Regions from separate parts of the Pan troglodytes genome. Here region 2 is linked to region 1. The links are chromatin contacts, called in public HiChIP or PLAC-seq maps. All regions are on one chromosome and are shown on one strand. The core of a region is the stretch at or near the end of the contact, and the rest is flanking DNA. Distances in the headings are between cores, read along the strand shown. Region 1 holds the start of VPS18 (VPS18 core subunit of CORVET and HOPS complexes). Region 2 holds the start of NUSAP1 (nucleolar and spindle associated protein 1).

What was found. HiChIP or PLAC-seq counts read pairs in DNA pulled down with a chosen protein or histone mark.
Region 2: an H3K4me3 HiChIP or PLAC-seq map of stem cell-derived excitatory neurons shows a contact between it and region 1, with 2.4 times the contacts expected there. The contact joins the promoter of NUSAP1 here to the promoter of VPS18 in region 1. A contact is called at or near these places in 1 of 7 Hi-C or Micro-C datasets (stem cell-derived neural progenitor cells) and 1 of 1 datasets of contacts at active chromatin or transcription factors (stem cell-derived excitatory neurons).

The regions. Positions count from the first base shown.
Region 1 is chr16:32,859,352-32,865,465 of NHGRI_mPanTro3-v2.0_pri, reverse strand. It overlaps VPS18 (VPS18 core subunit of CORVET and HOPS complexes), which reads right to left and starts at 1,697. Exons shown (of 5, transcript XM_523187.7): 1 at 1-1,697.
Region 2 is chr16:33,294,665-33,301,084 of NHGRI_mPanTro3-v2.0_pri, reverse strand. NUSAP1 (nucleolar and spindle associated protein 1) reads right to left here and starts at 3,749. Exons shown (of 10, transcript XM_063794766.1): 1 at 3,390-3,749. The coding sequence starts at 3,482. OIP5 (Opa interacting protein 5) reads left to right here and starts at 3,807. Exons shown (of 5, transcript XM_510321.9): 1 at 3,807-4,200; 2 at 4,459-4,525. The coding sequence starts at 3,807.

The DNA of each region.
Region 1 (6,114 bases), core at 448-2,947:
AGGTGATCCCAACCTCGCCCCGGCAGCTCAGCTGACTCCCGCCCCCGTGACGCGGGCCTAAAACGTAACTTCCGGGTTCTCAGAGCCCCGCGTACGCTGGCGCACAACGTCGCCAGGCCAGCCAGCAGAAGGCGAGACGAGGGCTGAGGGCTGGGCGCGTGGCGAGTGCTGCTGAACACAAGCCCCGCCCCCAGGATCCTGCTGCAGTTCCGAGCTTTGACACCAGGAGGCAATCCCGGCTTTCTCAGCCGGCCTTCCCCACCCGCCCCGCGCCGCCCAGTTTTGGCTTTCGTGCCCAAGCTCCGCTCCCTCGGGTGGTCTGTCCAGCCTCCCTGACCAGCTCCCGCTCCCGCCTCTCTAAACGGCCTCGGGGAACCTCCCGTTCCTCAATCCAATCGCTGTCTCTATCCCACCGTCACAGGGCACACGCAGACAAGTCCTGGCCACTCTTCTCCCTTACCCAAACGCCCCCCAGCTTCCAGGAGACCGCAGAGCTGGTGGCCAGGCTAGTGGGAAGCCCTGTGCCAGGAACCGCCCTGACCTGCCCCACAGTGGCTCCTTGGCTCAGGGTTGCTGGGCCGCTTCCATTCACTCATTCACCAAAATGTGGTTGAGCACTTACTCTGTGCCAGGCCTTGGGCTGAGCGCTGGGGTCACAGAGATGAGGACAGCCCCTCCCCGCCCTGGAAAAGGTCGTAAGCCAGCAGGGGCGCTGGACCCGTAAACAGACCATTCATACTAGAAAAGCAAGTGATGGATTATCCATCAGGCACTTACTCCACGAATGAGCGTCCACTCTGTGCCAAGCACTGTTCCAGGCTCTGGGGACGTGGCAGAGAACAAGACGGAAAATGTCTCTTGCCTGGTGGGGCGTACCCAGCGACGTGGCCACGGCACTGAGAGCGTGAAGGAGCGGGGAACAAATACCTGCCAAGCCTAGCAAGAACGAGGGACAAGTGGGAGCAAGCGTGAAGGCGTGGGCCGCCCAGCCTGAGGTGGAGAGGGGAGTCCTCAGCCAGGGACCTGCGAGGGCTGGGGCGCGACTGTGGTTGGGTTTTCCTCTCTCACCTGCTTAGGCGACCCAGATGGAGTCTGTTCCCTTCTGGGGCCCTTGGATTCTACCTTGCTAAAGTGGAAGGCTCTAGACTAGGGTGGCCACCGTCCTGGCTCTGCTGGGCGGCCCCCGCCTAACAACTAAGAGCATCCCTTTGCTCTCAGAAGTTTCCAGGTTTGCACCATACCTTATGTGGTTGGGTTACTCTTGCTCAACTTCCTGGCCACGTGCGGAGAACTGTGACTCTCACCAGCCCCACTGAGGGCTATCTGGGCTCTCTGGCTTGGAGGGGCACTAGTCCTGGGGCAGGTGACAGGTATGCCGTCCAGGCTCATTTCCCTTCGCACCAGGGTCCTGCTTCTCTTGACCAAGCCTGCAGCCTCAATGCAGCCTTCCCACCTGAGGTTGCCAGGTCCGAGGAGGGAAGTGCAGGAGCAGGACAATAGGCAGGAGGCTTCCTCTAAGAAAAGTGATCCCAGACAGGGAGCTGCCCTGCTCCATACATAACACTTCACCCCCAGGTCACCTGCCATCTGCCCTCAGGTCTGGACTGTGCAGAGGGTTGTCCCTGCTGCACGGAGCCCATTAGCAGTTGGAGGTCAGCATAGGAGTGCTGCCTTAGGGACACAGAGTACTTCCAGCTATGGCCTCAGGGACCCCAGCACCCCATTGTTGGGCTCCATGGCTCTCCGGGATGTATGGGATAGGCCTGGGTGGACCCTGTTTGTGGCAGACTCAGTACAGTCTCCCTTATGCGTTGATTACCACAGTGCATTTCCACCTACTGTTTCTTCAGTTCTTAGGCTGGACTTTGGATTCTTTGAGAGCCACAGAATCAGTGTGGCAGTTGCAATGAGACAGGTAAGGGATGACTGCTAGGGCATCAAAAGAGAGGATTCCTGTATGAAAGCAGCTGAATTTGACCCAAGACTTGAAGTGCATGTATGATCTCCAAGGGCAAGCTGTATCTCTTATCCCTGCCCAGCCACTTGCTAGCTGTGACACTGCACAGTTGATGCTCTTAGCTTCAGTTTCCTCATCTACAGAGACAAATACCTACCTAGTAGGTCTGTGCTGAGAAGTAAATGAGGGATCCACGTGAAAGCTCACTGCTATAGTATAATGCCCAACATGGAGCATGTGCTTAATAAACTCTAAATGTGACTTTCATCTGACAGTCTCTCTCAAGTCCTCCTCCTTCCTGAAGCCTCTCTGGATCCCTCAGAACTCTTTTTAGAGATGGGATCTTGCTCTGTCACCCAGGCTGGAGTGCAGTGATGTGATCATAGCTCATCTAAACACCTGGGCTCAAACCATTCTCCTGTCTCAGCCTTCCCAGTAGCTGGGATTACAGGTGCGAGCCACTGCACCCAGCTGGCTTTTCTTATTCTGGCCATTTGGGGGCCCCTAATGATGCAGTGTGGACATTTTGCTTTGATAGAAACTGCAGGAAATAACCCAGTGATTTCTGAGCATGAAGATACAGAGGTGCCTTAGGGAACTCACAGCTAGAGACATACGCACCAGCCTCTAGTCCTCAGAGTCATTGTAGCAGTTACCATGAGACAGGTAACAGGTGACTGCTAAGCCAATGAGAGAGAGGATCTGTGTAAGAAAGCAGTTGAATTTGACCTAAGACTTGAAGAGCATGTAGGACCTCTAAGGGCAAAAAGAGAAGGTATTATGCAGTCCTCAAGAAAACCAAGAGCAGGGCTGAGCACGGTGGCTCACACCTGTAATTCCAGCACTTTGGGAGGCTAAGGTGGGAGGATCACTTGAGTCCAGTAGTTTGAGACCAGCCTAGCCAACATGGCAAAACCCCATCTCTATTAAAAATACAAAAACTAGCCAGGTGTGGTGGTGCATGCCTGTGGTCCCAGCTACTCGGGAGGCTAAGGCAGGAGAATCGCTTCAACCTGGGAGGCAGAGGTTGCAGTGAACCAAGGTTGTGCCACTACACTACAGCCTGGGTGACAGAGTGAGACTCTGCCTCAAAAAAAGAAAAACAGAAAGCAAAGAAGGAAGGAAAAAGGAAAGGAAAGGAAAAGAAAACAGCAATGGCCTGCAAGCAGTGTGATTTTGGGGTACAACGCTGGAGTGCTAGGGAGTGGAGGGAATGAGGCGGGCTGTGGCCAGGTTGCAAAGTTATTCAATGGGCCATGGGAAGGTTTTGGTTGGGGTTGAGAGAGTATATGATGTGGGTTCTGGAAAAATGGGTGGTGGCTTAGGTGGAGATCCCCTCAGAGCAGATGAGACCCGAGCAGAGGCAAAGGAGAAGCAGTGAGGACCCAAACAGGAGAAAGAACATAGGCTGGGGAGAACTTTCCGAAGAAGGGCCCCCAGGACTTGGTGTCAAGTTAGATTTGAGAAGTGACAGAAGAGTGCAGGATGACTCCTGGGGAGACCTGGCAGATGGTGGCAGTGACATAATGGTCAAGGAGGAGGATCCCGGTGAAGAGGGGTAGGGTCACTTGATTGAGCTCAGCCTGGACAGTGGCACATGAGACAACTGCAGGGCACTCCCTGGAGGAGCCCAGACCATGGGCAAACTCTTCCAGGACACTCACTAACTCACTCATAAACAGTTGTTAAAAGTTGCATGAATGAGCTCTCTCATGTCTCAGTTTCTATATTTGTAAGGTGAGTATTGTGAGTATAATAGCATATTATGCAAATCACCCAAAGCTGTGCCTCAATACAAAATGCTCTATACAAGTTAACTACCAGTAGTAATTGTTGACTTAGTTAAGACCAAGATTAAAAGGAATGATTTAATTGACTTAATTAAAAATAAATTTTCTGGTTGGGTGCAGTGGCTCACCCCTGTAATCCCAGCAGTTTGGGAGGCTGAGGCAGGAGGATCACTTGAGTCCAGGAGTTCAAGACTAGCCTGGGCAACATAGTGAGAACTTGTCTCTATTAAAAAAAAAAAAAAAAAGATTTTCTGTTTGAAATAATTTAAAATTTACAGGCCGGGCGCAGTGGCTCACGCCTGTAATCCCAGCACTTTGGGAGGCCGAAGCGGGCGGATCACAAGGTCAGGAGATCGAGACCATGCTGTCTAACATGGTGAAACCCTGTCTCTACTAAAAATACAAAAAAAATTAGCCGGGCGTGGTGGCGGGCGCCTGTAGTCCCAGCTGCTCAGGAGGCTGAGGCAAGAGAATGGCGTGAACCCGGGAGGCGGAGCTTGCAGTGAGCCAAGATCGTGCCACTGCACTCCAGCCTGGGCGACAGAGTGAGACTCTGTCTCAAAAAAATAAATAAATAAAATAAAATAAAATTTACAGAAAAATTGAGAAGATAGTTCAGAGAGTTCCTATATATCTCATGTGCAGTCTCCTTTAGTATGAATATCTTACATTAGTATGGTGCCATCGTTAAAATTAATGAACCAATATTGACATATTATTATTAACTAAAGTTCATACTCTATTCAAATTTCCTTAGTGTTTTTTTTTTCTTTCTTTCTTTTTAGACAGGGTCTCACTCTGTAGCCCAGGCTATAGTGCACTGGCTCAATCATGGCTCACTGCAGCCTTTTTTTGTTTTGTTTTGTTTTGAGACAGAGTCTCGCTCTGTCACCCAGCCTGGAGTGCAGTAGCTTGATGCGGCTCACTGCAACTTCCACCTCCCAGGTTCAAGCGATTCTCCTGCCTCAGCCTCCCGAGTAGCTGGGATTACAGGCATGTGCCACCATGCCCAACTAATTTTTGTATTTTTAGTAGAGATGGGGTTTCACCATGTTGGCCAGGCTGGTCTTGAGCTCCTGATCTCAGGCGATCCACCCGCCTCGGCCTCCCAAAGTGCTGGAATTACAGGTGTGAGCTACCAGGACCGGCCTGACAGCCTTGACCTCCTGGGCTCAAGCGATCCTCTTGCCTCAGCCCCTCAAGTAGCGTGGACTACAGGTGCACACCACCATGCCCAGCTAATTTTTGTATTTTTTTTGTAGAGAGATGGTTTTCCCATGTTGCCCAGGCTGGTCTTGAACTTCTAAGCTTAAGCTACCTGCCTGCTTTGGGCTCCCAAAGTGCTGGGATTACAGGTGTGAGCCAACGTGCCCAGCCCTTAGTTTGAATGCCCTTTTTCTGGAACAGGATCTCATCCAGCATTCCACACTACATTCTCATCATACTAAATGAAGGTGCATATCAGCTTGACTTAACACTATTGATCTTACTCTTGATTACCTGGCTGAAGGAGTGTTCTTCAGGATTCTCAAATGTAGTGTTTTTTTTTCACCCCTTTCCTATTTATTTATATCAGTAGAGAATTATGGACATTTTTTTCTTTTTTCCCTTTTTATTTATTTATTATTTATTCTTTTTTTGAGACTGAGTCTCACTCTGTTGGCCAGGCTGGAGTGCAGTGGTGCAATCTCGGCTCACAGCAACCCCCGCCTCCTGGGTTCAAGCAATTCTCCTGTCTCAGCCTCCCAAGTAGCTGGGATTACAGGCGTGTGCCACCACACCTGACTAATTTTTGTATTTTTAGTAGAGACGGGGTTTCACCATGTTGGCCAGGCTGGTCTCGAACTCCTGACCTCAAGTGATCCACTCACCTTGGCCTCCCAAAGTACTGGGTTTACAGGCATGAGCCACCGCTCCAGGTCTATTTTTATTTATTTATTTTTAACTTCCAGAACCCACCAATACTACTTTATATTATTACTCAGATTGTTCCTGTTTGGGCCACTAGAGTCTCTCTTTTTTATTTTATTTTATTTATTATTATTATTTTTTTGAGACGGAGTCTGGCTCTGTCACCAGACTGGAGTGCAGTGGTGCAATCTTGGCTCACTGCAACCTCTGCTTCCCTGGTTCAAGTAATTCTCCTGCCTGAGCCTCGTGAGTAGCTGGGACTACAAGGGCGCACCACCACGCCCAGCTAATTTTTGTATTTTTAGTAGAGACGGGTTTCACCATGTTGGCCAGGATGGTCTCGATCTCCTGACCTTGTGATCTGCCCGCCTTGGCCTCCCAAAGTGCTGGGATTACGGGCATCAGCCACTGCGCCCTGCCGGAGGCTCTTTCATTGATGCCTGTGTCCATTTGAAG
Region 2 (6,420 bases), core at 2,500-4,999, 430 kb before region 1:
ATTAAGAGAAGTCTCTCAAAAGAGGGAATATTATCTCCTATATATTTATTATTATTATTATTATTATTATTATTATTTTTAGATGGAGTTTCGCTCCTGTTGCCCAGGCTGGGGTGCAATGGTGTGATCTTGGCTCACTGCAGCGTCTGCCTCCCTGGGTTCAAGCAATTCTCCTCTCCTGCCTCAGCCTCCCGAGTAGCTGGGATTACAGGTGCCCCCTGCCACGCCTGGCTAAATTTTGTATTTTTAGTATAGATGGGGTTTTGCCATGCTGGCCAGTCTGGTCTCAAACTCCTGACCTCAGGTGAGACACCTGCCTTGGCCTCCCAAATGCTGGGATTACAGGCGCAAGCCACCATGCCCGGCCATAAATTTATTTTTAATAATATCATACTAGTAAAATTATCAAGATTTGATTAAAATGAAACATTACAATTTAAATAAATTTCACTAGTACAAATATACTAGTATACATAAAAATATAGTATATTTAGTATATTTATATTTATACTTGTATAATATAGTATATTAGTATATTTATACCGGTATAAATATAGTATATTTAGTATATTTATACCGGTATAAATATAGTATATTTAGTATATTTATACCGGTATAAATATAGTATATTTAGTATATTTATACCGGTATAAATATAGTATATTTAGTATATTTATACCGGTATAAATATAGTATATTTATACTAAACATACATACTATATTTAGTATATTTATATATAGTATATTTAGTATATAGTATATTTAGTATATTATAGTATTTATATTTATTTATAGTATAATATATTTAGTATATTAAATATACTTAGTATACATATTAGTATATATAGTATATTTAGTATATAGTATATCTATACTAAATATATATACTAATACACACTAAATACTAAATATATAAATTTAGTATATTTATATAGTATATTTATAGTATATTTATCTAGTATATATAGTATATTAATATAGTATATTTAGTATATATAGTATATTAATATAGTATATTTAGTATATATAGTATATTAATATAGTATATTTAGTATATATAGTATATTTATATATTTAGTTTATTTTAGTGTATTTAGTATATTTAGTATACTAGTATATTTATATATACTAGTATATATATTATATATTTATACTAGTAATAATATATAAATATAGTATATACTAGTATAAATTATAAATTTTACTAGCATAAATATACTAGTATATTTATGCTAGTAAAATTTATTTAAATTGTAGTGTTTCATTTTAATCAAATCTTGATAATTTCTCAGAGCAATTTATTAATTTTTTTGCTATGTACTAAAATTTCAAAAGGCAATTGACAATGAGCTCTTAGGTTGTACCAAGTTAATAATTTAAAACATCTTATTATGGAAAATTTCAAACCTAAAAAAGTAGAGAGAATAGTGCAATCCCCCCATGTACCTATCTCCAGTTTCAGTAATTATTAACATTCTTCTGTTCTTACTTCATCTAGTTTCCCTCTCTTTTTCCTTGAGTATTTTACAGCAAATTTTACAGGTATCATAACATTTCACCTATAAATACTTGATTCACATATAAATACTTGATACGGGCCAGGTGTGGTGGGTCACGCCTGTAATCCCAGGACTTCGGGAGGCCGTGGCCGGAGGATCGCTTGAGCCCAGGAGTTCAAGACTAGCCTGGGCAAGATGGTGAAACCCTATCTCTACTAAAAATACACACACACACACAGCCAGGCAGATAAAGGAGAAAGAAGGTGATCTGAGGCTAGAGGGTCAAAATGAGCAATGGGACAAAGATAGATAAAAGTGCCAAGTGTTCAGGGATGCAGCCTTGGATAAAAGATTCTAGCTAGGCAGCAAAAAAGCCTAAGGAATTTAGGCTGAGATATTAAGGCTTTGTTTACGAAGTATAGAGGAGCCACTAACCACTACAGCCCAGAAATATCCACAAGGAAAACCCTTTGGTCATTCAGCCCCAACAGGCACTTAGGCCCTGATTATTTTGTTTAAACAATTTAGGCCGGGTGGGGTGGCTCACGCCTGTAATCCCAGCACTTTGGGGGCTGAGGCGGGCGGATCAGGAAGTCAGGAGTTCGAGACCAGCCTGACCAACATGGTGAAACCCCATCTCTACTAAAAATACAAAAATTAGCAGGGCGTGGTGACACGCGCCTGTAATCCCAGCTACTCAGGAGGCTGAGGCAGGAGAATCGCTTGAACCCAGGAGGCGGAGGTTGCGGTGAGCCGAGATCGCGCCACTGCACTCCAGCCTGGGCGACAGAGCAAGACTCCGTCTCAAAGAAAAAACAAACAAACAAATAAAAAAAAAAATTGTGACGATTGATTTAGGCATTTACTCACTGTCAGTATCACAGCCTGCAGGAGAAACCTCCAGAGTATATAGCAGTATTATGTGGGAAGTCTCAACTATTAACAAAATATATAAAACCGCTATCCTACATTAAATCCCCAAATCTTCTCCTAACATCTTGGGTTTTTTGTTTGTTTTTGTTTTGTTTGAGACTGAGTCTCGCTCTGTCACCGAAGTTGGAGTGCAGTGGTGCGATCTTGGCTCACTGCCACCTCGGCTTCCCAGGTTCAAGCGATTCTTCTGCCTCAGCCTCCCAAGTAGCTGGGATCACAGGCAAAAAGCTTGGATTACAGGCGTGTGCCACCACGCCCGGCTAATTTTTTAATGGCCAGGCTGGTCTCGAACTCCTGACCTCAGGTGATCCGCCTGCCTCGACCTCCCAAAGTGCTGGGATTACAGGCGTGAGCCACAGCCCTGGGCCAACTCTCCAAACATCTTGTAGCCTCGGAGTCAAAGACCTTACTGGTTTTGATAGAGACCATCAACACAACAGTCATCAATAAAAATTTACCCAAGGAGGTGCTCCCCTAAAAGTCGATTTTTTTTTTCTGACAGGTCCATCAATAAAGTATCAAGAGATTATCGGCAATATTACAAATCACTGGAGTCTGTTTGGGGTTTTCCAGAAGCTGAGCCAATTATTTACTTAATTGTCTAACGATTAACGACACCCCTTGTGCTTTCTGGGCCTGAGTTTCGTAATCGACGCCCTGAGAGGTATACAGTAATTTCAAAACAAAACAAAACAAAAAACAATAAACCATCCCTCGGAATAGAGCTTATCATGTGAGCACCCAGACAAGCCAGCTTCAAAATGAGGTGAAAACTACAGTTCCTCTTCCGTTTATCAGAGTTCTAACTGGGACTACCGTGAACCACATCTACTGCCCGAGGGGCAGGGAGAGCTGCCTCAGTCCCCGGGCTTCCCTCTCGGTCCCTTCGCACCGCATCTCCCCGAGGCCGCTATTCCCGCCGCGCCCGCTCAGGGACCCGCACCGCCAGCGCCGTACCCTCAGGTTGGCCCGGAGACCCAGACTCTTGGCTAAGTTCTGCAGGTCACTGTACTTGAGGGAGTCCAGCTCCTCTAGAGAGGGGATGATCATCGCGATTCGAAATCCCGGCGATACTCGGAAGATGGATCACCAAACTTCGTCAGCGCGGTTCAAATCCCTGGCGCCACTCTTAACTTTGACTAGGCAGAAATTTATAGACAGTTTAAATGAAGAATGCCGCGCTTCCATTGGTTGAAAATGCCTCAAAGGCGGGGTTTCTAACCCTGACCAATAGAAAGGCTGATTTCCCGTCCCAACAGAGGCGCGCTTTTTTCACACTTCACGAATACGCAGGCGCCAAAGGGCCTGTAACGCCAGTTCAGGTAACGAGTGCGCGGATTCGGACTCCAGTGCTTGGATTGCCCATGATGTCCAATGAGGACGCAGGAGCTGTGCTTGGGGCGGGGCCTGGCGTGTATTCGAAAGGAAGGCGCCGGCTGCGGGAAGATGGCGGCTCAGCCGCTGCGGCGTCGCTTACGTTGTGCAACGCCGCCCCGGGGGGACTTTTGTGGTGGCACTGAGAGGGCGATTGACCAAGCTTCTTTTACGACCTCCATGGAGTGGGATACGCAGGTGGTGAATGGGTCCTCGCCGCTCGGCCCCGCAGGGCTGGGGGCTGAGGAGCCAGCCGCCGGCCCGCAGCTGCCGTCTTGGCTGCAGCCTGAGAGGTGCGCTGTGTTCCAGTGCGCACAGTGTCACGCAGTGCTCGCCGACTCGGTGCACCTCGCCTGGGACCTGTCGCGGTCCCTCGGGGCCGTGGTCTTCTCCAGTGAGTGCAGTGAAACGTTGGGGAAAGGCAGAGGCTAGCCCGAGAGGGTGTTCCCGCTTTCTCCACCGGGTGGCGGAGAACCACCTGGGGAAGAAAACGGGATGAAAAGTTGGAAGCAAATAACTCCTTGGCCTGGGGATGGGGCAGGGAATCGGGGAGTCTCCTGATATTTACGGCCAGGATGAGTCTGTCTAGAGGAGAGATTTTCCATTTCAAGGCCCGCAGAGTATGGGTTCTGACCCGTGTTTATCTTCCTAGGAGTCACAAATAACGTCGTTTTGGAAGCGCCCTTCCTAGTTGGCATTGAAGGTTCACTCAAAGGCAGGTACGTATTGATAATTACATTGGTCTCTAGTCCCTGACTTTATGAGACTGAGGAGCGTGGAACTGACATGTACGAGGAGAAAACAGTTTGGGATGCTGCTTTTACCTGTTTGACTCTTATATGAACTTGATGTATTAATGAAATGAAAAAGTTGTATTTGTGTATTCGTTTTAGGATCTTCCTGAGGGCCACTTCTCCCAGGTGGCTTGTACAAGTGAAGCGAGGCTAAGAAAGATGTATCTAGTAGTGGACAAAAGAAAAAAATAACCTTTTGGTTTACAGTGAGAATAACATATTATAAACTACAATCCTTTTAGATATTAGAACTTTTTGATACAGGGTCTTGCTCTCGCCCAGGCTGGAGTGCAGTGGTGCGATCATAGCTCACTACAGCCCCTACCTTCCTGGCTCAAGCTATCCTCCCAACCTCACCCTCCGGAGTAGCTGGGACTACAGGCACACACCACCACTCCCGGCTAATTTTTAAATTTTTTGTAGAGGCCTTAGTATGTTGCCCACGCTTGATATTAGAACTTTTAAGTTTGAGATTATGGTTAGTTTGTAATAAGCTATGCCAGGGCTAATTCTTCAGTAACCCCAGAAACTGGAGAAAAACACAACTAGAATGTTATGTACTTGAATACTGCCTGGTAAACTTTGCGACCTGCCTGTACTATGATTTACAAGTGACAATAAAGTAGTCAGTGAATTTGGTATTGCAAGGCTCCTCAATTTTGAGTTTTGGCTTTAACATTGAGACAATTCATTTCATTCTGACCAGTTTGATTCAGCGTTAGGGTTAAAGTATAGGAATTCTTAGTTGCTTTGTCCAGTAACCAGGAAGATTTCTGCAGCTTGGACAAACTTCAAAAACGGAGTTAGCCCCACAGCTCCCTTTCTTTTTCCTGAATAAAAGACACTCCCTATCGCTATAGGAGTCCCCTTCCCACCCAAAGGGGACAAAGCAAGAAGGAGCAATTGCCTGCTTGGAATTGGGTGTATTCTGGGGCCAGAGGCAGAAGGTTCCTGAATGTGCTCTTGGAGAGGAGGCTAATGAATCTAGACCCGTGCTGTCCTATACTGTAATCACTAGTCATATGTAGCTATTATATATTATTAAATCTGCATTAAGATATGCTGTGAACACAGAATACACACTGGATTTCGAAGACTTAGTACAGAAAAATTAATCATTTACAAATACTGATTACGGGCCGGGCGTGGTGGCTCACGCCTGTAATCACAGCACTTTGGGAGGCCGAGGCGGGCGGATCACAAGGTCAGGAAATCGAGACCGTCCTGACTAACATCCTGACTAACACGGTGAAACCCCGTCTCTACTAAAAATACAAAAAATTATTCAGGCATGGTGGCGGGCGCCTGTAGTCCCAGCTACTCAGGAGACTGAGGCAGGAGAATGGCGTGAACCCGGGAGGCGGAGCTTGCAGTGACCGAGATTGCGCCACTGCATTCCAGCCTGGGCGACAGAGCGAGACTCCGTATCAAAAAAAAAAAAAAAAACTGATTACGGCTGGGAGCGGTGGCTCACGCCTGTAATCCCAGCACTTTTGGGAGGCCATGGCAGGCAGATCACCTGAGGTCGGGAGTTCGAGACCAGCCTGACCAAAATGGAGAAACTCTGTCTCTACTAAAAATACAAAATTAGCCGGGCATGGTGGCACATGCCTGTAATCCCAGCTAGGCTGTAATCCCAGGAGGCTGAGGAAGGAGAATCGCTTGAACCCGGGAGGTGGAGGTTGTGGTGAGCCGAGTTCATGCCATTGCACTCCAGCCTGGGCAACGAGAGCGAAACTCTGTCTTAAAAAAAAAAATTGATTACATGGTGAAATGACATTTTTGATATATTGGGTTAAATAAAATATTTTAAAACTAAT